Linked DNA regions of Mus musculus: regions 2, 3, 4, 5, 6 and 7 are each linked to region 1. Evidence: chromatin contacts called from public Hi-C, HiChIP or PLAC-seq, Micro-C and promoter capture Hi-C data. All regions are on one chromosome and are shown on one strand. Each heading gives the region's core, a stretch centred on a gene start, on an enhancer-like site or on the middle of the called end of the contact. The rest is flanking DNA. Distances are from core to core; before and after follow the strand shown.

Evidence for each region. Promoter capture Hi-C pulls out the DNA fragments that hold promoters and counts their contacts. Hi-C and Micro-C count contacts between places; a contact is called where the count stands out from the background. HiChIP or PLAC-seq counts read pairs in DNA pulled down with a chosen protein or histone mark.
Region 2: a contact with region 1 is called in a promoter capture Hi-C map of hippocampal neurons, with 11 times the contacts expected there. The contact joins the enhancer-like site here to the promoter of St6galnac5 in region 1. A contact is called at or near these places in 4 of 39 promoter capture datasets (the C10 cell line, hippocampal neurons, liver and 1 more) and 11 of 115 datasets of contacts at active chromatin or transcription factors (SST interneurons, embryonic basal ganglia, embryonic forebrain and 6 more).
Region 3: a Hi-C map of cortical neurons shows a contact between it and region 1, with 2.9 times the contacts expected there. The contact joins the enhancer-like site here to the promoter of St6galnac5 in region 1. A contact is called at or near these places in 3 of 39 promoter capture datasets (embryonic stem cells, hematopoietic stem and progenitor cells and second pharyngeal arch cranial neural crest), 2 of 484 Hi-C or Micro-C datasets (cortical neurons and nephron progenitors), 8 of 115 datasets of contacts at active chromatin or transcription factors (SST interneurons, embryonic forebrain, embryonic hindbrain and 4 more) and 3 of 9 other capture datasets (embryonic stem cells, liver and pancreatic islet).
Region 4: a Hi-C map of the N1E-115 cell line shows a contact between it and region 1, with 6 times the contacts expected there. The contact joins the enhancer-like site here to the promoter of St6galnac5 in region 1. A contact is called at or near these places in 4 of 39 promoter capture datasets (the 3T3-L1 cell line, frontonasal cranial neural crest, hippocampal neurons and 1 more), 3 of 484 Hi-C or Micro-C datasets (the N1E-115 cell line, cerebral cortex and cortical neurons), 5 of 115 datasets of contacts at active chromatin or transcription factors (embryonic forebrain, embryonic stem cells, forebrain and 2 more) and 1 of 9 other capture datasets (embryonic stem cells).
Region 5: an H3K4me3 HiChIP or PLAC-seq map of embryonic hindbrain shows a contact between it and region 1, with 4 times the contacts expected there. The contact joins the enhancer-like site here to the promoter of St6galnac5 in region 1. A contact is called at or near these places in 1 of 39 promoter capture datasets (liver), 1 of 484 Hi-C or Micro-C datasets (cortical neurons) and 8 of 115 datasets of contacts at active chromatin or transcription factors (astrocytes, embryonic basal ganglia, embryonic forebrain and 5 more).
Region 6: an H3K27ac HiChIP or PLAC-seq map of SST interneurons shows a contact between it and region 1, with 4 times the contacts expected there. The contact joins the promoter of 1700012D16Rik here to the promoter of St6galnac5 in region 1. A contact is called at or near these places in 6 of 39 promoter capture datasets (the 3T3-L1 cell line, the SN4741 cell line, embryonic stem cells and 3 more) and 8 of 115 datasets of contacts at active chromatin or transcription factors (SST interneurons, VIP interneurons, craniofacial prominence and 5 more).
Region 7: a Micro-C map of embryonic stem cells shows a contact between it and region 1, with 3 times the contacts expected there. The contact joins the promoter of Ak5 here to the promoter of St6galnac5 in region 1. A contact is called at or near these places in 2 of 39 promoter capture datasets (pre-B cells and stem cell-derived epiblast-like cells) and 1 of 484 Hi-C or Micro-C datasets (embryonic stem cells).

What each region holds. Positions count from the first base shown.
Region 1 is chr3:152,980,699-152,983,741 of GRCm38.p6, forward strand. St6galnac5 (ST6 (alpha-N-acetyl-neuraminyl-2,3-beta-galactosyl-1,3)-N-acetylgalactosaminide alpha-2,6-sialyltransferase 5) reads right to left here and starts at 1,512. Exons shown (of 5, transcript NM_012028.5): 1 at 1,305-1,512; 2 at 360-602. The coding sequence starts at 1,319. All of the region lies in intron 3 of Gm46830 (a long non-coding RNA gene), which reads left to right.
Region 2 is chr3:153,457,258-153,460,300 of GRCm38.p6, forward strand. The region is part of intron 2 of St6galnac3 (ST6 (alpha-N-acetyl-neuraminyl-2,3-beta-galactosyl-1,3)-N-acetylgalactosaminide alpha-2,6-sialyltransferase 3); the gene reads right to left. Among named protein-coding and RNA genes, the nearest start is that of Gm46831, 51 kb to the right of the region's middle. Within about 2 kb of position 1,499, at least 30 of the 459 cell types and tissues checked have an H3K27ac peak or open chromatin away from gene starts, as enhancers often do. A contact at or near this core is called in SST interneurons, forebrain and hippocampal neurons, where this site is marked.
Region 3 is chr3:153,420,388-153,423,430 of GRCm38.p6, forward strand. The region is part of intron 2 of St6galnac3 (ST6 (alpha-N-acetyl-neuraminyl-2,3-beta-galactosyl-1,3)-N-acetylgalactosaminide alpha-2,6-sialyltransferase 3); the gene reads right to left. Among named protein-coding and RNA genes, the nearest start is that of Gm46831, 87 kb to the right of the region's middle. Within about 2 kb of position 1,649, at least 3 of the 459 cell types and tissues checked have an H3K27ac peak or open chromatin away from gene starts, as enhancers often do. A contact at or near this core is called in cortical neurons, where this site is marked.
Region 4 is chr3:153,395,028-153,398,070 of GRCm38.p6, forward strand. All of the region lies in intron 3 of St6galnac3 (ST6 (alpha-N-acetyl-neuraminyl-2,3-beta-galactosyl-1,3)-N-acetylgalactosaminide alpha-2,6-sialyltransferase 3), which reads right to left. Among named protein-coding and RNA genes, the nearest start is that of 1700012D16Rik, 98 kb to the left of the region's middle. Within about 2 kb of position 1,579, at least 6 of the 459 cell types and tissues checked have an H3K27ac peak or open chromatin away from gene starts, as enhancers often do. A contact at or near this core is called in the N1E-115 cell line, where this site is marked.
Region 5 is chr3:153,350,623-153,353,665 of GRCm38.p6, forward strand. The region is part of intron 3 of St6galnac3 (ST6 (alpha-N-acetyl-neuraminyl-2,3-beta-galactosyl-1,3)-N-acetylgalactosaminide alpha-2,6-sialyltransferase 3); the gene reads right to left. Among named protein-coding and RNA genes, the nearest start is that of 1700012D16Rik, 53 kb to the left of the region's middle. Within about 2 kb of position 1,434, at least 7 of the 459 cell types and tissues checked have an H3K27ac peak or open chromatin away from gene starts, as enhancers often do.
Region 6 is chr3:153,297,088-153,300,130 of GRCm38.p6, forward strand. 1700012D16Rik (RIKEN cDNA 1700012D16 gene) reads right to left here and starts at 1,562. Exons shown (of 2, transcript NR_126464.1): 1 at 1,490-1,562. All of the region lies in intron 3 of St6galnac3 (ST6 (alpha-N-acetyl-neuraminyl-2,3-beta-galactosyl-1,3)-N-acetylgalactosaminide alpha-2,6-sialyltransferase 3), which reads right to left.
Region 7 is chr3:152,666,904-152,669,946 of GRCm38.p6, forward strand. It overlaps Ak5 (adenylate kinase 5), which reads right to left and starts at 1,457. Exons shown (of 14, transcript NM_001081277.2): 1 at 897-1,457. The coding sequence starts at 956. It overlaps AI115009 (expressed sequence AI115009), which reads left to right and starts at 10. Exons shown (of 4, transcript NR_040386.1): 1 at 10-929.

The DNA of each region.
Region 1 (3,043 bases), core at 262-2,761:
CCTCCTACTCCGCACCCCCCCCCCCAACCCCGCAGGGCTTGGCTGGAAAATACCAGGCTCCAGAAACTGAACATCCATCTGCAGCTGCTATTACCGGGTGTCCGGATTCTAGACCAGGACCGATGGGGTTCAGGATCCACTCACATCATTCCTATTCCCTGATAAACTTTGCATCCTTCTTGGAATAGAAAGTCACAACTAGCATGCAGCCCTTCCTGCCCTAACTGGTGTACCACCTTCCTGCTCCCCCAAACTAACAGCTGCTCTGGTGGCTCACTACCCCAGGAAGGAGGAAGGATCAGGGGTACAGAGTGCCCAGGCTGAGCGGCGGGTGGGAAGGACGGCGCACAAGCTGTCACCTTGTGGTCTGCTACACCGAGGTATCCTTCGAGCTGCCGGGGTCCTGCGGGGGCGGTTCTACGTGGCTGGGGACTGCTCTCCACAAGCTGCGTGCTGCCAGTCGCGGTTGCCGCCTGCTGCTGCTGCTGCTGCTGCTGCTGCTGCTGCGGGGGCCGCTCCTTCTGGCTGCCGAGGCTGCTGTACACGAGCAACAAGCTGGTGCACATGGTAGTGAGCACTAAACACACTGCCAGACCATGGCGCTGCAGGCGGGCGGGGGAGAGAGAGCAGAAGACAGTGGCTCAGGGTGCACCAGGGAAGCTTGGCTCCTTATTGGCACCAAGCACAAGTCCGGAGCATCCGCCCCAGCCTTCCCAGCAGCCAGAGAGCAGAGGTGACACGGTCTTGCGCACCCGTCAGGGATGCTCCTGCATCGCTGCTCACAGCCCGCGTCTCACAGTGGAGGGCAGGTGGCGCGCGGTGACCAGTGCAAGGGTGAGCGCGTCCGCCCAGGGTACTTTGGGAAGGAGGATCTAGACTCCACCTAAGCTGCTCGGATTCCAGCCCTCCAAACACCCTCTCTTCTCGCCCCCCTGAGGCTTCCTGCAGAGATCCCCGCTAAGTTTGAAATCCGACAAGAAAACCAAGAAAGTCAAAGATGGTGCTTCCTCCCCGCCCCTCTGAGTTTGTGCCCAGCGGTCACAGTGGGACACCCTCCATCCCTGGAGAGGTCAGCCTGCTCCTCTGCTCTCCAGTCGCCCCTTGGATCACTCGCTAAAGATCCAGGAGCCCAGGCATCCCTAGCGCCCATCCCGGATTCCAAGCCAGGTAGAAAGTTGTCACCAATGACAGGTGACCTCTTGGCACAGAGATAGATACCCGGAGAGGCTTCCCCAACGGTCTAGGAGACCCAGAATCCCAGGGGTCTTTGCCTCTGCTTGGCAGAGTTGGAACAACAGACTCACCATCAGGGTCTTCATTTTGGGCTCCTCTTTTGTGCGGAATTCTCAGGCAAGCGCGTCCGGAGCCACTTTTTCTTGGAGGTTGTCCATGGTGGGTGATGGGGCGGAGGCTGCTCAGATGCTCACCTGGCAGTGACGGCAGCTGAGCGGGAGCAGGAGCCGCGGGACCGGGAAGCGCTGCTGTTGCAGAGATTAGAGGAGAATTAAAACTGAGCCGGACCCTCCGAGTCTTAGCGATCCACACACTGCCGCCTGCCGCCGCCTGCTGGGTCCTAGAGTCCTCTGCAGTCCCCCTCCCAACCCCCAAACCATCTTCTCAGTGAAGTGGAATTTCTGGGGCAAGACTGTTACCATAAAGGTGCACCCATTCCTTAGTTTGAAGATTTATTATCTTTGAATGGGGCTGTCAAGTTAAAAGGACGCAGAATCCAGTTTGATCCTGAACACGGTAGCCATTTGAAAATTTACTAAATTTTCAGGTTTGTGATTTTAATAAAGAAACAAGTTAGCCTCCCAAATGTCAATCGATCTCTTTAAATTTGCATTTGTGTTTACAGCCTGGCAAATGTGATCATGGGATTGTTTTCCTTAAAAATTACGCCGCTGTAATAATTTCTAGTTGTTTTCAAATGTCCTTTCCCTCCCTAATTCTGCTTTGACAAATCATTAGTCTCCTGCTTCCCTTGGACCGTACCCTTCCATGCAAATGGCTTCATTCATCATTTGCTCCCAAGAACACAATTTATATTTCTACTCAACCTGCGAAGTCCCTGGTGCTCATTTAAATGATTTTAAAGTTTTGGAAACACTCGGTGCATCCCATTCATGTGATTAACCGTGAACTGTAGAGTCTTCCTAATGTCAGTGAAGAAATATTAGCTGTTGAAGATAAAAAGTGATCTCGCATCCTAGGATCCTGAAGGCTGTGATTCGTCCCTCCTGCTGTCTGGGGCACTGGTGGCGTATACTTTCACAATCAGGACCTGGATTCCAGTTAAAAGCTGGATCATTGTTCAGTGCTGAGTTCAGATCAGTAGCCTGCTCTAAGTATGCTCTTGTCCCTACATCTAATTAGAGCAAGCATTTGTTAAACCTCTAATTTAGCTGAAAACGTATTTCAGCCACGTGACATTATTCAGTGAACATAGTCGTCTTAATGTCTCTCTTAACACTGTACATGTAGCCGTGTGAGGTTGAAGATCACATTAAGAACGATCAGCAGGCCACCTGAACCATGGGCAGGCACAGTGAGAGCCCTTGCAACTCCCCCTTTAATCTTCTCTAATCTACCGCTGGATGGATGGCACAACGGGGACTATTTTTAACGTATGAGGCCCATGTCCAAACTCTATTAACAAAGTTAAAATTATTGGTTCAGTAATGAGCATCCAGGAGACAGAAGCACACACCATGGAGCCTTTCGAGGAAAACACAAAAATTGGAAATACTATCCGATACTGCCAGCAGTGCGGTTAGCTATTTATTCAATGTGTGCTGTGGGCATGAATAGTGCCCGTTGTCTGGACAGGCAAGGCAGCAGGCAGAGGAGAATCTTATCGGGTCTTGGCAATTCTTTATTGTATGGCTGCACTTGACACTCAAATTAATGAAACAAAGGACCAACTTGATGAATCATTGCAAGCAGATTATCTGTGTTTCTCCAACACGGCTTTCGAGATGCAGCCAGACGAAGCCCCTGCCTTCCTCAGATTGTTCTCCTCCGTCTAGCAAGCTGCCCAGCA
Region 2 (3,043 bases), core at 249-2,748, 480 kb after region 1:
TGGGGTCAGGAATATGAGTATTCAGTATTCAGTCCTTCCTTGGTAGTGCTGTTCCGGGAGGTTATGAGGAAGTGCAGGCTTGCTGGAAGAAGGCCATGGCTGAGATCTGGCTGTGAGTATTCATAGCCACACCCACCTGCAGCTTGCTTTCTCAGTTTCCTGTGCTAAAGATTGGATCTCTTGGGTTCCTGCTTTGGCTTCCTGCTGCTAGGCAACCCTCACCAACCCACACACTTATTATGCATTTCCCTCTCTGGAACCAGGAGCAGGAATAATTTCTACCATCTGTAAGCTGTTTTAGGCCATGGCATTTTATCACAGCAACGGAAAGGTAACTAATACACACACTCATCCATACTTAACAAAACCCACTCTTTAAGATAAACAGCCTGCAGCCTCTGCCCTGGGGGCATGATGACCCCTTCCTCCAGGGAAGATGAGCCTCTGAGATGTCTGTGAGCATCTCATTATCCTGAAGAAATCCTTGTGGGTGGCGCCAATCCCTAGGCTGGGTTTGAGAAGCAGAACACAGAGAAGGGGAGGAAGAAACAGCTATGCACACTCACTACTCTTTGACACCTGATCATGAATAGGACGTGGCCAGATGCCGCTTGACTTCCCGTCATGGGAGACTGCACCCTTGAACTGTGACCCTTGAACTGTAGACCAGAATAAATCATTTTCCCTGAAAAGTTGCTTTTGGCAGAGACTCTGTAACAGCAATAGAAGCCACAGTGACACATCCCTCCCATGCCTCCCACTGCAGTTCTGTGCAAACTATCTTGGCCATGTGAGTGATGCTGTAGCAAAATGCATACAAATCAATCAATCAATCAATCAATCAATCAGTCAGTCAACCAATCATGCTGTTCCCCAGGGCAACATGCAAGCAACTATTTCTTGACAATTAAAATTTAAAAGTTTAGTGGCTAAGGAGATGACACGGTCCATAAAGTGCAAACATGTGGACATGGATTTAGTATCTAGAACCCATGGTCTTACAAAAGAAAGATTGCGCTATGCTTACTGTTTTAGCACAGGCAGAGGGATCCCAGTCTGATGTCAGCCTGGGCTTTAAAACAAGGGTGTCTCAGGACAAACCAGTAAACAAACAAGCAAACAAGCAAACAACGGGATAAACACGGAATTTAAAACCCGAATGGAAATGATGGAAGAGGACTTGTCAGTGCACGGCGCTTCATCAGCCTGCTCTGCGCATCACCAAAAGCTTTCGCCTCTGCTTCCTGCTGCCAAAGCCCACAAATAGACAAGGATATGCTCCGAAGCCTCACATGCCAAGTTAAGAACACATCTACGGGGTCATCCGTGCCTGAGGCTAGGAAGAGAAAAGCGTGTCTGGTACTCAGTGTGGGCTTCAGGTCACATCTCTGTGACCGGAGAGTCTGTACTCAAGACCAACTCTAGAAGGGATGAACCACCTCGCTCCCCTGGAAAAACAGTAGCCAGAGAGGGAGCTGTTCCTTAGGAGAGTTTGTTTGTAGCTAACAGAGGATAAATTATTCAGGAGCAACAGCCTTGTGAGCCCTGTAATTACTGCCAAGTAACTGAGACTATTGACCTACAAAATGCAGATCAAAACCCAAATCTGCATTTCAGACAAGATTCCTCTCAGGATCTAGCACACTGTGCTGCCCAAGTGGCTGCTTTGAAAACCAAAACAGGAAGCAGAAAATACTGTCACTCAAAAGATGTCACTTAGGGACAAAGAGGAGCTCAGGTGCCAGAGAATAAGAAGCCCTGGGCTCAGCAGCACACCCTCCCCAAGCAGATTTACCTGTACCAAACCCAGACTCCAGGGCTCAACTCACAGCTTTCTGGCCTCCTAGGGTCGTGCATGTTCCACATCTGCTCTGTAAATCCTGTGGACAAGCTTTCCTTTTTCTAGACCGGCCTCTCCACCACTTCTCCCCAGTCTGTATTGTTCCCCCAGTCAATGTCTGCCTCATGCAACTTCCTCAGCGAACTCTTTCTTTCCAATAAAAATAGAAGCATCAAGGCTGGGAATGGTGGTGTAGGCCTTCTATCCAAGCACTTGGATCTCTGTGATTTCGAGGTCAGACTGGTGAACTTCAGGATAGCCTTAACTACATAGAGACCTTGTATAATTAAAAAAAGGGGGGAGGTGAGGAGGAGGAGGAGGAGGAAGAAAAAGAAGAAAACTTAAAAACAAAAGAGATGAGAGAGGCATCAAATCTACAAATCTACTTCATTTCTTAAACACAAACAATTTTGTTACATATCCAGATGTGATCAAAAAGATCTATTCTAGTAAATTTGGCTTCATTAGTAAAAAAAAAAAAAAAAAATAGGCTTTCAAAGGCATCCTCTGTTCTCCATGTAAGTCATTGCACTAGTTAGTCTTCTGTTCATGTGATACAATGTCACAACTGAGTGTAACTTAAGGAAGAGATTCTTTACTTATTGCTCATGGTCCCCTTGTGTGTGGTGGGTGGGTGTCGGGTGGGGGAGGCATGACACCAGATGGCAAGAGCAGGAAGCTGGGAGCTGGGGGATCCCAAACTCATTCCAAAGCACAGAGCTCAATCTAGAAGTGGGATAGCTATAAGCGCTCAAAAACAGTTCAGGAACTCATTTTCTCCATGAAGGCTACACCTCCTGAAGGTTCTATAACTGCGGAAACAGTGCCACCAACCAAGGACCAAGCACCAAACACTCGTGCCTGTGGGGGACATTCCTCATTCAGACACTATAACCACACTCCTACCAATCTTAGAAAACCAAGGAACAAAGCATCTATACACTGATTTAGGTGTCATTAAAGAAGTCATTGTTGGTGGTCCCATTTACATCAGTATGTGGGAGTCTGTGAAGAAAGAGTATCTTTGGGTGGGCAGTGCATGCTGTATTTTGGGAACACATCCTCAGAGAGACTGAGAATCAGCCAGTGAAGATGGAAACATCAGAAGGCAAAGCACAGAGGGAAGAGAGAAGGAGGAGACAGCTTCATGGATGAGCTGCGCCTTCCAGCCAGGTTTGGAAGAGTGTCTCAGACCCACGGCGG
Region 3 (3,043 bases), core at 399-2,898, 440 kb after region 1:
AGAGAGGGAAGAAGGGAAGCTAATAGGTCACTTGCCCTTACTGGCATTTTACCTGTAAAGAGCAGCTTTTCTCTTTCAGTTAACCCTTCCACTTCCCTGCTCCTGCCTGCCTACACCAAACCTTACATGAGTGTGCACACACAGGACATACCTGCTGTCTTCACCCAGGTGGGTGGGCTAGCTCACTTCACATGAGTGTGCACACACAGGACACACCTGATGTCTTCACCCAGGTGGGTGGGCTAGCTCATTTCACATGAGTATGCACACACAGGACACCCCTGCTGTCTTCACCCAGGTGGGTGGGCTAGCTCACTTCACATGAGTGTGCACACACAGGACATACCTGCTGTCTTCACCCAGGTGAGTGGGCTAGCTCACTTCACATGAGTGTGCACACACAGGACACCCCTGCTGTCTTCATCCAGGTGGGTGGGCTAGCTCACTGTAGGCTATCTCACTTTTCTAGGTTTCCTTTCATCCTCCTCACCAACCCTTCTGGAAAGTTCCATCACTCTTCTCCCAGTGTGAGCTGGGCGGATTGCTCTACCCTTTTTGAATGATAGATTGGGACAACTGCCAGCCCTTTTACATTTTAATCAGTATGAAGAATGAAATACTTAACCTTTACTCTTTTCCCTCCGAACAAGCTTACAGACAATTAAAATCTGTGAAATAAAACCTACAAACCAGTGTGGTTTCCCCAGCAAAAAGGAATAGTCATGGATGAAAGGTCACCTGTCAGCGACTTCCAGTCATTAAATCTCTGCATACATCACTAACATCGCTCAGTGGAAAACAAAGGTCAAAACATTAAATTATGAAACAGTCAGGATTAGAAAAGGTCACCAAGGAACTAAAGGAAATTTGACCAATGCTGTGAACGCCGGGGCCTAGCAGCAGGCAGAGATGGTAGGGAAGAGACTCGGAGAGAACTCTCACCCCGCTCTCTACCTCAGCCCCGTGCTGGATAGGAATTTCCATTTACAGCTTGGAACCTGAAAGGAAACTTGTCCACATCAAATAAAAACAGGAGCTTCGATAAATATTTCAGGACAAAGAACAAAAAAACCAAAAGCCCTTCATGCTTGAATCTAACCAGCAGCCTAAATTATTAAAAGCACTGCTTTGCACAACCCTAATAGTTGCTTCATTTCAGCTGAAGCAACGTGATATTAAGATGGGGAGACAGGGCCCTACTGCACCTTCAGTGTCTTCCAGGACAATTAGGGACCAGATGACTGCTAATTTACTACTTTAATGTTGAGACAAATGAGACCTTTGCTTTCATCAACCAATTTGAATGAATCAGAACAAAGCACGTAGGACAAGCCCTGGGGACAATCTCTCTTTCTGCTGTCATTTACGGCTTCACATCTCTAGAGTTTTAGTCTTAGAAGCCACACCACACACAAATAATGACGCCATCAGGGAATAGATTCTGCCTTTCCCCTCCTCCGTGTTCTTTAAGGCCCTTCAAGGGAGGGTACAAGAGACGCATTAACAAGCTGGCATTGTTTTCATTGCTTGACAAACTAAAAAAATGTATTTTAATTCTTCTTCCCTTGTTTCAGGAGTGATTAAGCAAGCTGTTTCCATCTTCTTTGAGTAACCTCAGTGTGCCAAGAACTGAGAAGATTGTTCTAGGGAGAAATCCGCTCAGCCAAGCCAGGCTGCCAGGCTCGGTTCCTCGTCCCTCCTCAAAGCTGCACCATACAGCTCCTGCAGCTTCCAGAGCTGTGGGTTTAAATCACCCGTGACGAGGAACAGCACATAAAGATACAGATTTGATAACCCGCTGTTTGGCTCCAACTCTCTCTGGATTTGGGATGTGGCATTTGCTTTGGTTTCTACCTGGTGGCATTATATCGAGACATAAAACTTAATATGGGGCTGCATAAAACTGTTAATGTCAAGAAATAATTCTACCACAGCCAACACAAAGCTGTGCTCTCGGCTGCCATAGTTGACATATTTCCCTTTAATTGAAGGTCCTCAAAGGTACAGACTTGTATAATCCTGAGGCATGCTGCAAAAGGAGCCTGCTACCTCCACCAGGGGAGGCAAAGAAGAGTCTTCTCAAACGCAAGATTCCCACCGAGGCCCTGGCTAAGCGACATAACTCATCGTCTACTATTACAACTAGGAAACACTGAGCAGGGGCCAGCTTCAGAGGCAACCTCCCTATGGATCTCTTCCTCTCCCTCCAGGAAGATAACTCAGGATTCGCTCTAATACACAATCCAGACTCTTCACAGAGAGCAAGAAAACTGGTACACGCATGGTCTCAGTGTCAGAGCATGTTCTCAGTGTCTATCAGAGCATGTTGCTCTCGGCTAGGGACAAAGATGTTCAATATGCCACCACAGCGTAATGACAGGGGATCGCTCATCAATAAGGAATAAACAGCAATGGCCACTACAGTCTAAAATGACCAGGAAATCACTCATCAATAAGGAATAAATAGAAATGGCCACCACAGAGTGTAATGACCAGGAAATCATTTGTCAATAAGGAATAAATAGCAATGGTGTCAAGGATGCAGGGAGAGGGGAGGGGGACCCTTACTCACTGCTGTGGGAAGTGATTATGTAACATATATGTGCAGATATATATATACAGACTATGTAAACATATGGAATAACAGTGAAGGGATGGAGAGATGGCTCAGCAGTGAAGAGCACTTGACTGCTCTTGCCGAGGTCTGGAATTCAGTTCCCAGCACCCACATGACAGGTTAAAAGCATCCATAGTCCCTGTTCCAGTGTATCTGATACCCACTGTTAGCCTCCTCCTGTACCAGGATGAAAGTCCATCCCATGTGAAGTTTATCCACGGGCTGATTTCAGGAATGGATCCGGAGGCTCTCCCTTCCCACTTCACAGGAAAACAAGAGACAATGTTTTAGACGATAACTACGGAATTCTGATGCACACATTTTGTTAATAGTACTGAGAAACCAAGAAAGCCAGGCCACTGAGTGAAGAAAGAAAGATATTGACGTAAAATCAAAATAAAAAGAAAGCCATCCCCATACAGCTTC
Region 4 (3,043 bases), core at 329-2,828, 410 kb after region 1:
TATGTGAGGTTCCCACTTCCCAGATGACCCAGCTTCTGTCAAGCTGATAAAAATCTAACAAGTGCCCCCCCCCCAAACCCCACCCTCATCTACGTGACCAGTGTCCTTCCCTGAGGAAAGACACTGTTCCAAGCGCTCAGAAGGTATGGTCTAGAATTATTTGATAATATGATTTAAATCCTCTCTTTTTTTCTGTTTCCAGAACAACATACTCAAATGGATATGTGTGTGTGTGTGTATATATATATATATATATATATATATATATATATATATATATATATATATATATATGGCATGCCACAGAATGGACAAAATCAGAGCCCCAGGTTCTAGTCCTTGAGACTCTTCGGGCTAAAAGGCCATAGGAGATCCTTCACAAGGAAGCAGTGGACCACACTGCCGTGGGTGTCCAGAGTGGGGGAGGCACAGCAGCCAGCGAGCAGTATACCAGCCTGGCAGAGGTTCCTGGAGCAAAGCCCCACAGAAATGCATGGACTTCTGGCAGAGTCACTACATTTGTTTTGATCTTAGCTTTTCTTGCCTGTAAAATAAATGCGCTGGACTCATTTTTAGCTCCCCATCTCCTCCCCCCCTTTCTCTTCGCCCACTAGACTTGTTTGTGGAGATTCTTGAGCTATATATGAAATCTCAGAAAGTTGAGCAGGGATAGTTTAATTTTTCCCCCTCAATACAGAACCTGACTGAAACATTTGCCTTCCAGGCTTTTGAGCAGAACTATATTGTTTCAATATGGGCTCCCTAGTTACCAGAATTTCTGATGGAAATTGTATTTGTCTTAGATTTAGGAAAACAGAAAAACAAATTAAATGCTAACTAGCAAATACATCATTTCTCACAAATCACACCATTCAAAGCATAAAGTTCACTTTGGAAAAGTCACACCAAGGCATACTGCATTGCATGCCCCTCAGCCCGAAGAATCTCAGGGACTAGGTTAGGTCAGGGCATGAGAGATCTAATCCTAAGAGAGCCTGGCTAACACTGCTTCTAGTGTTAATGAGCTACCATCCCTCAAAGCCACATCACTCCCCTCAAGGACTGGGTGATGCTGTGTGTTAGGTTCACTCTGAAGGACAGGATAGAGCGTCGAGTCCATCCGCCCTTGCCTAAGTCTCTCATAGAGTAAGTGGAAATTGCAACTTGTCACACAGTAGTAAATGACATCTGGAAAATGGAGTTTGATGCCCAGGTCAGAGAGGGGTGGTAGGGGGTGTTGCCAGGGAAGGGCTCTCTGACAAGGTGTCATCTGAGTCAAGGCCTAAGAGAATAAATGAAGGAGAAAACTCCTGCAGCTATCTGGAGATGTCCCAGAAGTATTGAATTATGGGGTCTGTGCTTTTCAAAGTAGGAACATGATTCATGTGCATTATCATAAGCTTTACTTAAGCTAACATATTTATGAGTTCATATTCTGGGCAGACGCCGGGCTTTAGAAGTACATGGTCTTGATTTCCTAACGGGTCTGTAGGGAATTCAGATGCAATCTCTAGCCCATGGATTGCCCATCTGTGAGGTAGAGCCTAGACTTCAGCATAAGACTTCTTTTTTTTTTTTTTTTTTTTTTTTTTGCCTCGAGAATCCATCTCGGCTCACTGCATATCCTTGGGGGCAGCATCTTTTTAACTCACGCTGGGATTTGCTTCGTCTTGGCCAGGTTTCTCAGCTACTTTCACTTCCTACCTACTGACATCCTGATGAGTGTTATTTATAAATATTAAAAACAAGGAGGTGAGACCGGATGTAGAGAACCTGCCTACACATGCCAGAGCCTCAGCCAGAGAACGTGTCTCAAACATCAACAGCGCCTCTGCATCTGGACAATGTCTGACACCTACTTATCACCCAGGGAATATGTGCTCGGGAGACATCTGCAGAAGGCATGAATGAAGCTACTCTCTGAGCTGCCTATCAAACCCAGGAGCGCCCCTCCTTAGTAGAGGAGCTTAGTAGGAGTGCATGTGGGTGTGTTAGTAAGCAGGATGCTCTCTATCTTTGATGAGAAGGGATGCAGCTGCCTCAGCTCCTAACAGACGCTTGAATGCTTGCATGTGCACAGACCCTTCATAGAAGCGCACTTTAGAAATGGAAGCCATATGTAGCTGTCTCTTGTGAGACTATGCCGGGGCCTAGCAAACACAGAAGTGGATGCTCACAGTCAGCTAATGGATGGATCACAGGGCTCCCAATGGAGGAGCTAGAGAAAGTACCCAAGGAGCTAAAGGGATCTTCAACCCTATAGGTGGAACAACATTATGAACTAACCAGTACCCCTGAGCTCTTGACTCTAGCTGCATATGTATCAAAAGATGGCCTAGTCGGCCATCACTGGAAAGAGAGGCCCATTGGACACGCAGACTTTGTGTGCCCCGGTACAGGGGAACGCCAGGGCCAAAGGGGGGGAGTGGGTGGGTAGGGGAGTGGGGGTGGGTGGGTAAGGGGGACTTTTGGTATAGCATTGGAAATGTAAATGAGCTAAATACCTAATAAAAAATGGAAAAAAAAATAAAATAAAAATATCATTCAAAAAAAAAAAAAAAAAAAAAGAAATGGAAGCCATAGATGATCACCAAACCTCACTTGCACTACAAAGTTGTGCCTCTTTTTTGTGATTTCTGGACCTGTGGATGTGCTGACAACCGAGTTAACGTCTCTGAAGGAGGGAGGATTGCCGCCTCTCATCGTCCCCCTCGCTATAATTTACATGACTTGATGGAATTAGACTGTTATTTTCATCACGGTGATGTGCAAAATCATAAAATGATGTGTATTTTGGGAACACCTAATTAGTTCTCCTTAGTCCCTGTGAGGTTTCAGTTATGGCTCTGAGCCACGAGAATATCAGAGAGGTCTGTGCATCTTGCCTTAGCAACCACAGAGACAGTCCAAGGACTTGAAAGGAAAACTCCCATAGAAGGCAGGGGGGACGAGACTCGCAGTTCACACCGTGCTGCCTGCTCAGAGGCCTTTTATATCACATTATAAGGGATGAATTTACAGCTGAAGCCTCTATTAATCATCT
Region 5 (3,043 bases), core at 184-2,683, 370 kb after region 1:
GTGGCTTCCATAAGAGCTGTACTTTGCATGGTTGTTGTTTTTAAAGGGGGACTTTCTAAACTAAGAACACCAGATATGTGATAGAGGTCCTGTGTGGCCTATAAAGCTAAATTATTTACTTTTCTGTCTCTTGTAGATAGATGGAGTTTGCTGCCTCCCACCTTAAAATATTGGTTTTCTCCCCTTTAAAATTTTAAAAGTAGTTTCCCAGTTCATACATTTACATAATGAACCTTTGTCAGTCACACCCCTGCCCCTCCTGTTGGAACTTTCTTCTCAGCCAGTCTCCCGCCTAGTCTCATATTTTCTTTTGGAGCGTAGCACACCTCGATAATTGGGTTCTTGCTTGAGTGGCTCTGGGGGTGGGATGTTATTTACTGGATAAACTTAGCGGCGGCTTCACCACTGGAGATGGTGACACCTTCTCTCCCAATATCTGTGAATTAGCGACAGTCCCTCAGAGAGGAATGAGTCCCTGGGGGGCCCTCTCTTATCCAGGATAAAATGTGAGAGGCCTAACCTTGTGCAGGTCTTGTACACAAAACCACAGCTGCGGTGACCATAGAGTGAGAGGGCGGGAGATGCACAGGGAAAAGATGTATTCTGGCAGGACATTTCCCTTTGCTCCTGAACTCAATACAGCTGCTTATGTTCCTACATCCCAAATTACAAAAGCAAGCAAGCAAGCAAGCAAACAAGCAAGAAGTACCCAGAATGTCTATTTTGGTTTGTTTAAAAATTTACAAAAATTCTTTGATACTACAGAATGTCCTTCATGGGTGAGGATGGCGAATCTTAGAAGACACAAGTTCACTGTAAAATGGCCTCGTGCAAATATTCAGTTCCTAATTTGCTGCTAAATGTTCGTCATGTTTAACTTACTGATCAAAATGTGTTTATTTCCTTATCAACAGACCAGAAAACAGTGTCAGTGACAACCGAGACACACAGAAGGTTCTGGCTGGGCTGTGAGTGGCCTCAGGGTGCGCTGCTATGCACTGCTTCCTAGGAGACTAAGATCCACTCGCCGATGTCACTCACCAGGACAGCCGGGGATGCAGACATAGCACCCACACCCACACCTCACAGAGGAGGGTACAAGACAAGGTACCCTCAAACTTGAACTCAGTTCCAGCTGACCAGAGAGTGGGAATGGCTGCCCCACTCTGTGACATCTCTAACCTTTGACCTTGTAACGAAGAAAAAGTCGTCTACAGACCTGTGCTTGAGAGCAACACGTCTGAATTACAGAAACATCATCACGAGTCTCATCCCACAATGTGTGCCGAGCTCCGGTCAAAGCTAAGACCATTTTGGCTCTCACTTTTTGCAGCTATCACACAAATTGGAGAAAAGCCCCATCTAGGGGCCCGTGGCCTCTCCACACAGCACAGAACAACAAAAGGAGCCTGTCTGCCTGGGAGAGCATTTGAGGACCCTACAAAAGGCCGAGTCTATCCACCGTGACTTAAAAAGCTGAACTTGGGGTTTTCATTTAATTCTGTGCTATGTAAAAGGTGACGGTCACATTGGTTGTTTGCGGCTTTCTTCACTTGCTCGGAGGGAGCCTTCTGTAACTAAAGTAAGTTTGGCAGGCTGGCTCTTTCTGCTTACACACGTGCCCTCTCCTCTCTTTCTCCCTTCCACCCACCTCACACTGATGTCTCCACTTCTGCGGCCAAAAACAAAGTTTTCGTGTATGTTTGGAAAGAGCTAGAAAAAAGTATGCTGGGCTAGACCCCCAGGGAAGAGCCTTCCATCTTTTTGTTCAAAGCCTCCAGAGGATCTACGGCTGACCCACCTTTGCTTCTGGCTTGCTCCTCTAGCTGCTCCTGCCTTACCCCTGTCCTGATGCTGTCACCATGCCTCATCCTCCCACACCTGCTGCTACCTGTCTTTCTACGCATCTCAGCAATGGCCCCAGTAATCTCCACTTCTGCTTCACACTTGACTGCGGCATGAAGAAGTTCCCCACACTCACAAGCTTCCAGCAACCACCACCACCACCACCACCACCACCACTGATCTCAGCTCAGCATTGCCCTTGGGCACATTCCATGGGCAATGGCTAGTCTCCATCCACGTGTCCTGGCTTGTGCAGCTTGGGTACCACAGTAATCAAGCTGGGTACTACAATCATCTGGTATCCCCATTGAAGTGGCTGAATCCCCTGGGGTCAGCCCGTCTGTCCCTTCCCATGATTCATCCTCCTTGGGTTTCTGATAGCTGGTCTTTGTATCCAGCATCCCAAGGACTTTCACTTTTTATACAGCAGCTATGGATTTCAGGAGGGCAAGGAAAGAAACTGTCATGTAACGTTTAAGCAAGGCTCAGAGTTGTAACAAGCATGGGAGTCTCTTTTACCCCGTGTTACCGGCACAACTCAGACTGAAAAGGCAAGGACAGACTCCACTTCTTCATGTCAAGCCTGTCATGTGATCATGAAAAGTCAAAGCATACACCACAGTGCGACAGCTTCTGCAGGACTCCCTCCCACCCATGAGCGTCAAGGTGGAGTCCCGCCTCATTTCTAGGCTACTGGGCAGGGTGGATAAGGATCTAGTTTGACTCTACAATCTACCTTGCTGATAGCATTGCAAATTTGCAGGACACAGAAAAGTCCAAACATGAAGCAGCTCTGAATGTAACAATCATTTATTCATGGGTATGGAGACTACCTTACATTCTAACTTCACGCTGTAGACCACACACATTTCTCACGATCTGAGACTTGTCATCACCCAGTGATGTGCCTCCCGTGGAGACTCTCACCTCGTGACAGTTTCTCAGCACCACAGAGCTCTCTATCCTCTCGTCAGACTGCATTCTGGCTAGTGTTGCCTGTCTGCTGGAGTGGCTTCACTTCCCAGTCAGCTCCTAACCCCACTCCTGACACCTCTTGTCTCTACCAGATGTCCCAGGTTCTCCTTCAGAAAGACTCTGTTGCCAGTTTAGAACATGTTTAACTCACTGCTGCCTACTCACAAATGCACGCAGCGCCCACCACACTCCCTCACCACAGTCCCAGCCATAAAAAGAAAAA
Region 6 (3,043 bases), core at 312-2,811, 320 kb after region 1:
AGGAAAGAATTAATTGCATTCCTGTGCGTACCGCTGAGTCTGAGTACACTCGGTTCTTAGGGACATGATTACTTGAAATAGCTGATCATTTCAATTGACTACTGAGAGTAGCTACCAACCATTAGATAAAAATGGTGTGCAGTGTGTGTGTGTGTGTGTGTGTCCGTCCCAGACAAGGGAGATGCGTTTGATATTTGTACAACTCATGTTAGAAGACACAGTAGCCCCAGCTTTTGCCTGCCACAGGTAATCCCCTAAATTAGGATGTAAATAGTGGAAGTAATCTTTTCATAGCAGGGCCTGCATATTGAGCACTTGTGTCACACTGGAACCTGGTATCAGTCTTGTGGCACTGCTCACAGCTTGGATGTGACAATGTAGGAGAACATTGGCTTGTCTCTGAGAGCATAATGTTATATGTTCTAGATTCACACTTGACAGAGAACAGAGAGCCCAGCCATCCTTCCAGCTTGCCCTTCCAGCTTGGACATGTTTGTTAGCTTTTGCCAATCTGACACAAACTAAAGACACCCAAGAAGCAGGAACCTTGACTGAGGACTTGCTTCCGTTAGACCGGCATGAAAGTAGAACATTTTCTTTCTTGTTAGATAATGAGGAGTGCCCAGCCCACTGTGGGCATTGCCACTACAGGCAGTAGGTCTGGGTTGTGCTAAAAAAATGCAGCTAAGCAAGCCATGGAAAGCAAGCTGAGAACCAGCTTTCCTCCACGGCTGGTGCTTCAGTTCCTGCCCTGGTGTGTGATGTGGAAATGAAAGCCAAGTAAATCCTTTTCTCCCCCAAGTTGGGTTGCTTAGTGCTTTACCACAGCAACAAAGGCAGTGAGAACACTGAGTGTGTTGACGGCTCCAGGATGAAGGCGTCCGTATCTAAGCACAAGGCTAGGTCATTCTCTAGGGATTGTTCCTTCTGTCCGTTTGGAGACTTGGGCACAGTGGGGAAATGGCCTATGTCTTCACTTCTGCTTTTGTAGCAGGAATTAGTAAATAGCCTTTAAGCCTGATATTACAAAGTAGTGTTTTGGAATTTCACCCTAAATTTCTGTTATGATAAAACACATAACCATGTACCCCTATGAGATTCACCAAGGCAGTGTGTCCTGAACTGTGCCCTGCCACAGAAGCATTCAGCTGCTCCCCACCCTGGATGGCAGTAGAGATGCTGAGCTTCGTGCCTGCCCCGGGAGGTGTTTAGTGGCCTGATAATTCATTTAGCCATAGGACTTTCAAAAAATATGGTTCATTTTTTTACAAACGTGAAGAGTCTTATGTGGCTAGAGCTGAGGACATCTGTTTACGGGGTAGAGGAAGACAGCCGGAGTGTGGTGAGGGAAGGTTTGAAAGCCTCAGTGGCCTCGGAAAGGGCACATGTCCCCATGAAAAGCTGAGCAGTTAGCCAGACCACAGGCATTCATAGTCGATCGCAGAATAACTTACTACAGACATTCACAGTGGAATGTGAAAAAACTTACAACATGCTTGGAGGAAGACAACAGGGAGATGCTTTAAGGAGAAGTCTATTGCAGCGGGATATCCAGCACTTCTGAACGACAACTTTGACATGCAGGTGAGAGAAAGGACCAGGTGCTTGGGGCGGGGCTCTGAGAAGCAATGTGGCAGTGTGAGGAAATAAAGGGGAACCCAGGAGGGGAGGGAGGGAGGGGAGGGGCCTCTCCCGATGGGATCCACCTATGTCATCTTGCAGCCCTGTTGGAGGAATGGATCAGTACTGACGGCCTCTGACTTGAAGTCACAGGGCAGGACCGACCTTTTCTGTCCCTCCTCTCCATGTTTATTGATTCCTCCTTCTCATCACCCTCTGAGCCCCATAGGTATAATTTTTTTAAATCCCTCCTGCTTCGGTCCATCCTTTCTTCTGGATCCCATGCTTCCATCCTGTGGTTCTTCTGGGTGCACGATGCGTCGTTTTTTTTCCCCCTCTTTCATCTGCATTTCTATATTGACATATTGGTGGCTCCTTCCCAGCTGCCAGCCTTTCTTAAACATCTCTACTCTGTGAACAGCCCACTCTAGAACCCGAACTTCCTAAAGCCACTGTCCCATCTGCTGGGCTCTTCCCTCCCACCTGAAGTTCTCCACTAGGAAGGACTCTGCCCACGCGCTCTCCGCAATCACTTTCTGACGGAACACAGACACCACTGCAGACGCGGATCTATACAAGTGGGACGTCATAGATCTTCAACCTTGAGGTTAAATCTCTATAGGTCCTTGTTCTGAACCCCACTACTTTTCATTTCAGTTTTGATCATGACACCGTTCTGAGCCTCTGCTACTCTGACCTGTGTGAAGTGATGCTGTCTCTGACCGCTTCCTCCCAGAATGCACCTGTGGCTCTCCTTTCTGTGTACTCTCCAGAGCTGGGTCCCTGGATCCATCTTGTTTCTCCTCTCTGGGTTTTAACTATCACTTCTGGGTCTCTACTTTACAGGTCAGAATTTCCTTCTCAGCCCTGTTGTTTGCAGTTCATAGTATTACTTTCATTTATTGTTGGCTACTTCTACTCCATGTCATATAGGAACTTTAAAATGAACACAATGAGAATAATCATACTCTTTGTCTGCATGCCTGTGCATATTATGTGTACTTTACAATGCACATTGTTCAATTAGTACATTATAAACTGGAGGGACACCCATCCTCATACCATCATTCCGCACGTTGGCCTTTCTTAGGTCCTCTTCAAGTCATCCATCTTTAGTCCACTCATCTATTCCTGCCTAAGTTGAAGCTCTTTGCCTGGATCGCAGAAATACTTGACTACCTAATCTACCACCCACAGTCCCTGCTTCAGGGAATGCCGACACCAACACAAGTCCCCACATCTCCAAATCTGACCTCTCAGCTTCCTCTGCTTGGTGTTCTAAGTCTCTATAATACTCATGCTGCAACTCAGAACACACTACAGGATTCACACCGCCCCTCCTCCGACACTCCTTCTTCTCCTTCCAGAGCTCTTCCTTCTCCATACCCTGAAAACTTGGTCAGGCTCCAAGGCCTGTGCTTCC
Region 7 (3,043 bases), core at 207-2,706, 310 kb before region 1:
AACCTAAGCAAAAGCGCTTCGGATTTAGGGTGTTTTAAGACGGAATGTGGAGAGAATAATAGGAAGCAGGACTTCTCTCTGGGAAGCAGGTACCTTTAGCTCATTCCTCAAGCCTCCTTCCTCACATTCCTATCCCCTGTCCCTGGTGCGGATGCTGGATGCTGCTGCTAAGCCCAGCAGAGGCCAGCAACAGGAGTCACGCCTGTCTGGCCGCTCCCAGTCGAACCCAGTCTGTGTAGGTGGGCGCGAGGGCTGGCGCTGGAGGCTGGGAGGACCTTTCAAGCAACCAGCAAACGCGCTCGGGAGTTCATTGACTGGCCGCTTAGAGCTTCAGGGACCCAGGAGATAGCGCTGCACTGGATCGGCTGGGCTGTGTGTATATATGCGTGTGTGGGTTTTTTTTCTCCCTCTCCATCTTCATCCTTCTCCTCAAGCCGTCCCCCCCGGGAGAGTCGCTTCGTCCACGCTTTCCCTCCCCTGCAAGGGGTCCCAACGCTTGGCGCCTGGAATGTTTAGGACTCTGGAACCTTCAGTTTCCTGTCCTGCCTCCGTGTGGGCGACACTGGTCTCACCTGGCTTGACCCTCAGTCCCAGAGAGTGCTGCCAGGCCACGATCTGCTGTCCATTCTGGGTGCCCATCTCGGAGGGATACTCTGGGGACAGCCTGCATCCAGTACCCAGCTTGAAGAGGGAAACTTGATCCCAAGATACGGGTTTCGAAGCCTGCATTTGAAAAGGACCCGAGCGACCCGAGCGCACAAGGCGACTTGTCTGGGGCGAAGGGAACGGCGAGCCTCTGTGAGCGCCTTCATTAGGGACCCTACACCGGAAGGTGCAGCCGGGCACTGGCCCTCGGGACATTCGCTGGGGATCCTTTGGCCACCCCAGCCTCTTACCTCGAAAAGCTGAGGAATGTCCCTCCGGGCCAGGTACTCCTTGGCGTCGTTGGTGTTCATGGCTGTACGGCGCGCGTGCAGTGGGGAGCAGGAGGGGAAGCTCCCGAGGTTGGGGCTGGCGGGGCGCAGCCCTCACTTGGATGCGCTCAGGCCGGGGTCCCCTCAGCGACTCCCGGGCAGCTGTGCAGTCCGCGCTCCCGTCGCCCCCGCGTCCGCGCCGGTCCCCGCGCCAGCCAGCAGCGAGCAGCAGCGGCTTCCCGGGCGCAGGCAGCGCGAGCGCCAGGGGAGGGGCGCGGAGGAGGACCACGCGGCCGACGCCACCAGCCGCCGCCTCCCGGCTCTGCGCGCTCGGCCCGCGCCTCCGGAGCTCGCTGCGGCGGCCGCCAGTCACGCTGCGCGGGCGGGCGCGGGGCGCGGGGGTGGGGACGCGCGGGCTGCAGTCACTCCCCAGCCCGCAACGCAGCCAGGGCAGCCAGGGCACCAAGGAGCCAAGAACCGGGCGATTGGAGCTGGATACAGTTTTGCTTCTACACACACACACACACACACAAACACACACACACACACACACACACACACACACACACCAGACACACACACCAGACACACACACCAGACACCCCCCCACACACACACTATACAGACACACCATACACACTATAGACAGACACTCCCCCCCCCACAAACTTACCACAGACAGACACTCCCACACACACCACAGACGATAGACAGACAGACAGACACCACTTATCATGAGCTCCTCCAGGAGCTCTTCCAGGGGGGAAAAACCCAAGTCAGAGAATTCATATATTCTTAAGTTAATGGCCTTTCAGTGATAGGGAGTTGGAAGTAGGGAAAGAGGAAGGATTCTGTTGGGTCTTTTAACACTGGAGTACCCAGCCCTTAAGAAAAGTTGGAGCAACTTAAACATTTGAGTAGAAGGCCTGAAATCCTTAGCGTAAGATTTAGTGAGCAGTCAAAGAATCTTTTCTGCTGGGAGGAGCTGAAGGAGGAAGAGAGGACTGAGTGGTGGAGAGCTGGGGTCTGCTTTAAACTGCAAAGTGGTCACTGGCCCAAGGGCCATCAGAACGCCCTAACAGGAGACGGCTGGTGAGGTGTACTGGTGCCTACCCAGTTACAGACCAAGGTGCACCCATCCTCCCCACAGCTACCAAGATGACTCATTTCCCACAGATGTCTTTTCACTGCTCTTTGAGAGATGCTCTGGGTCTCCAGGGAATATGATCTCTAACTGCCTGCAAGGGCCCACTCTGGAGAGGGTATGTGGAAGAAAGGAGGCAAAAGCTACATACAGACTCCTGGCATCTGGGGTCTGGTAGAAACCAGCACTCTAAATGCTTCAAATTAAAAACTCACCATTTGAATGTCTGTTTCAGGATCTTTCCTTGGACCTATTTCTTGGTCCACATAAGCCGCTGTTGCTCAAGCTACAGCTTTATTTGAGCAGAGGGAGGGAGATCAATTTTTTTTTAAAGATTTATTTATTTATTATATGTAAGTACACTGTAGCTGTCTTGAGACGCACCAGAAGAGGGCATCAGATCTAATTATGGGTGGTTGTGAGCCACCATGTGGTTGCTGGGACTTGAACTCCGGACCTTCGGAAGAGCAGTCAGGTGCTCTTACCCACTGAGCCATCTCACCAGCCCGGGAGATCAAATTTTAATTAGCTCAATTTTGAGAATTAAATAAAATTTGTGAACATTTTTGAAGCCACATGCCATAATAATGTGTCATGTTATGGGGGCGATTTTTTCAGTTCTGAGGACATTGGTGTCCTCTGTGAGAATGTCTCCACTTATGTTCCTCTCACTTAGTTGACAGCAGGCTTTGGAGGGAGCCAAAGCCATCTCTGCCCTGTGCAATCATTTCCACAGTCCTTGGAAAATCCTAGGGCCTGGTGGCTTAGTCGACTTAGAAGCACACGGGACTGAAGAGGCCAGTTCCTGTAGGTCTTCTTGAGGTCCTTCTTTCCTGGGTTCTGTTGCTAGTGTTAGGGTTTGTTTTTGTTTCGAGGTGATACATGATTCTTAGTATCTTTAGTAAATCCAGCAAGTGACAGCAACAACCTAGTAAAGAGAGAGGGGTCAGAGAAAACACACTGTAGCCAGCTTGGAAACAGATGT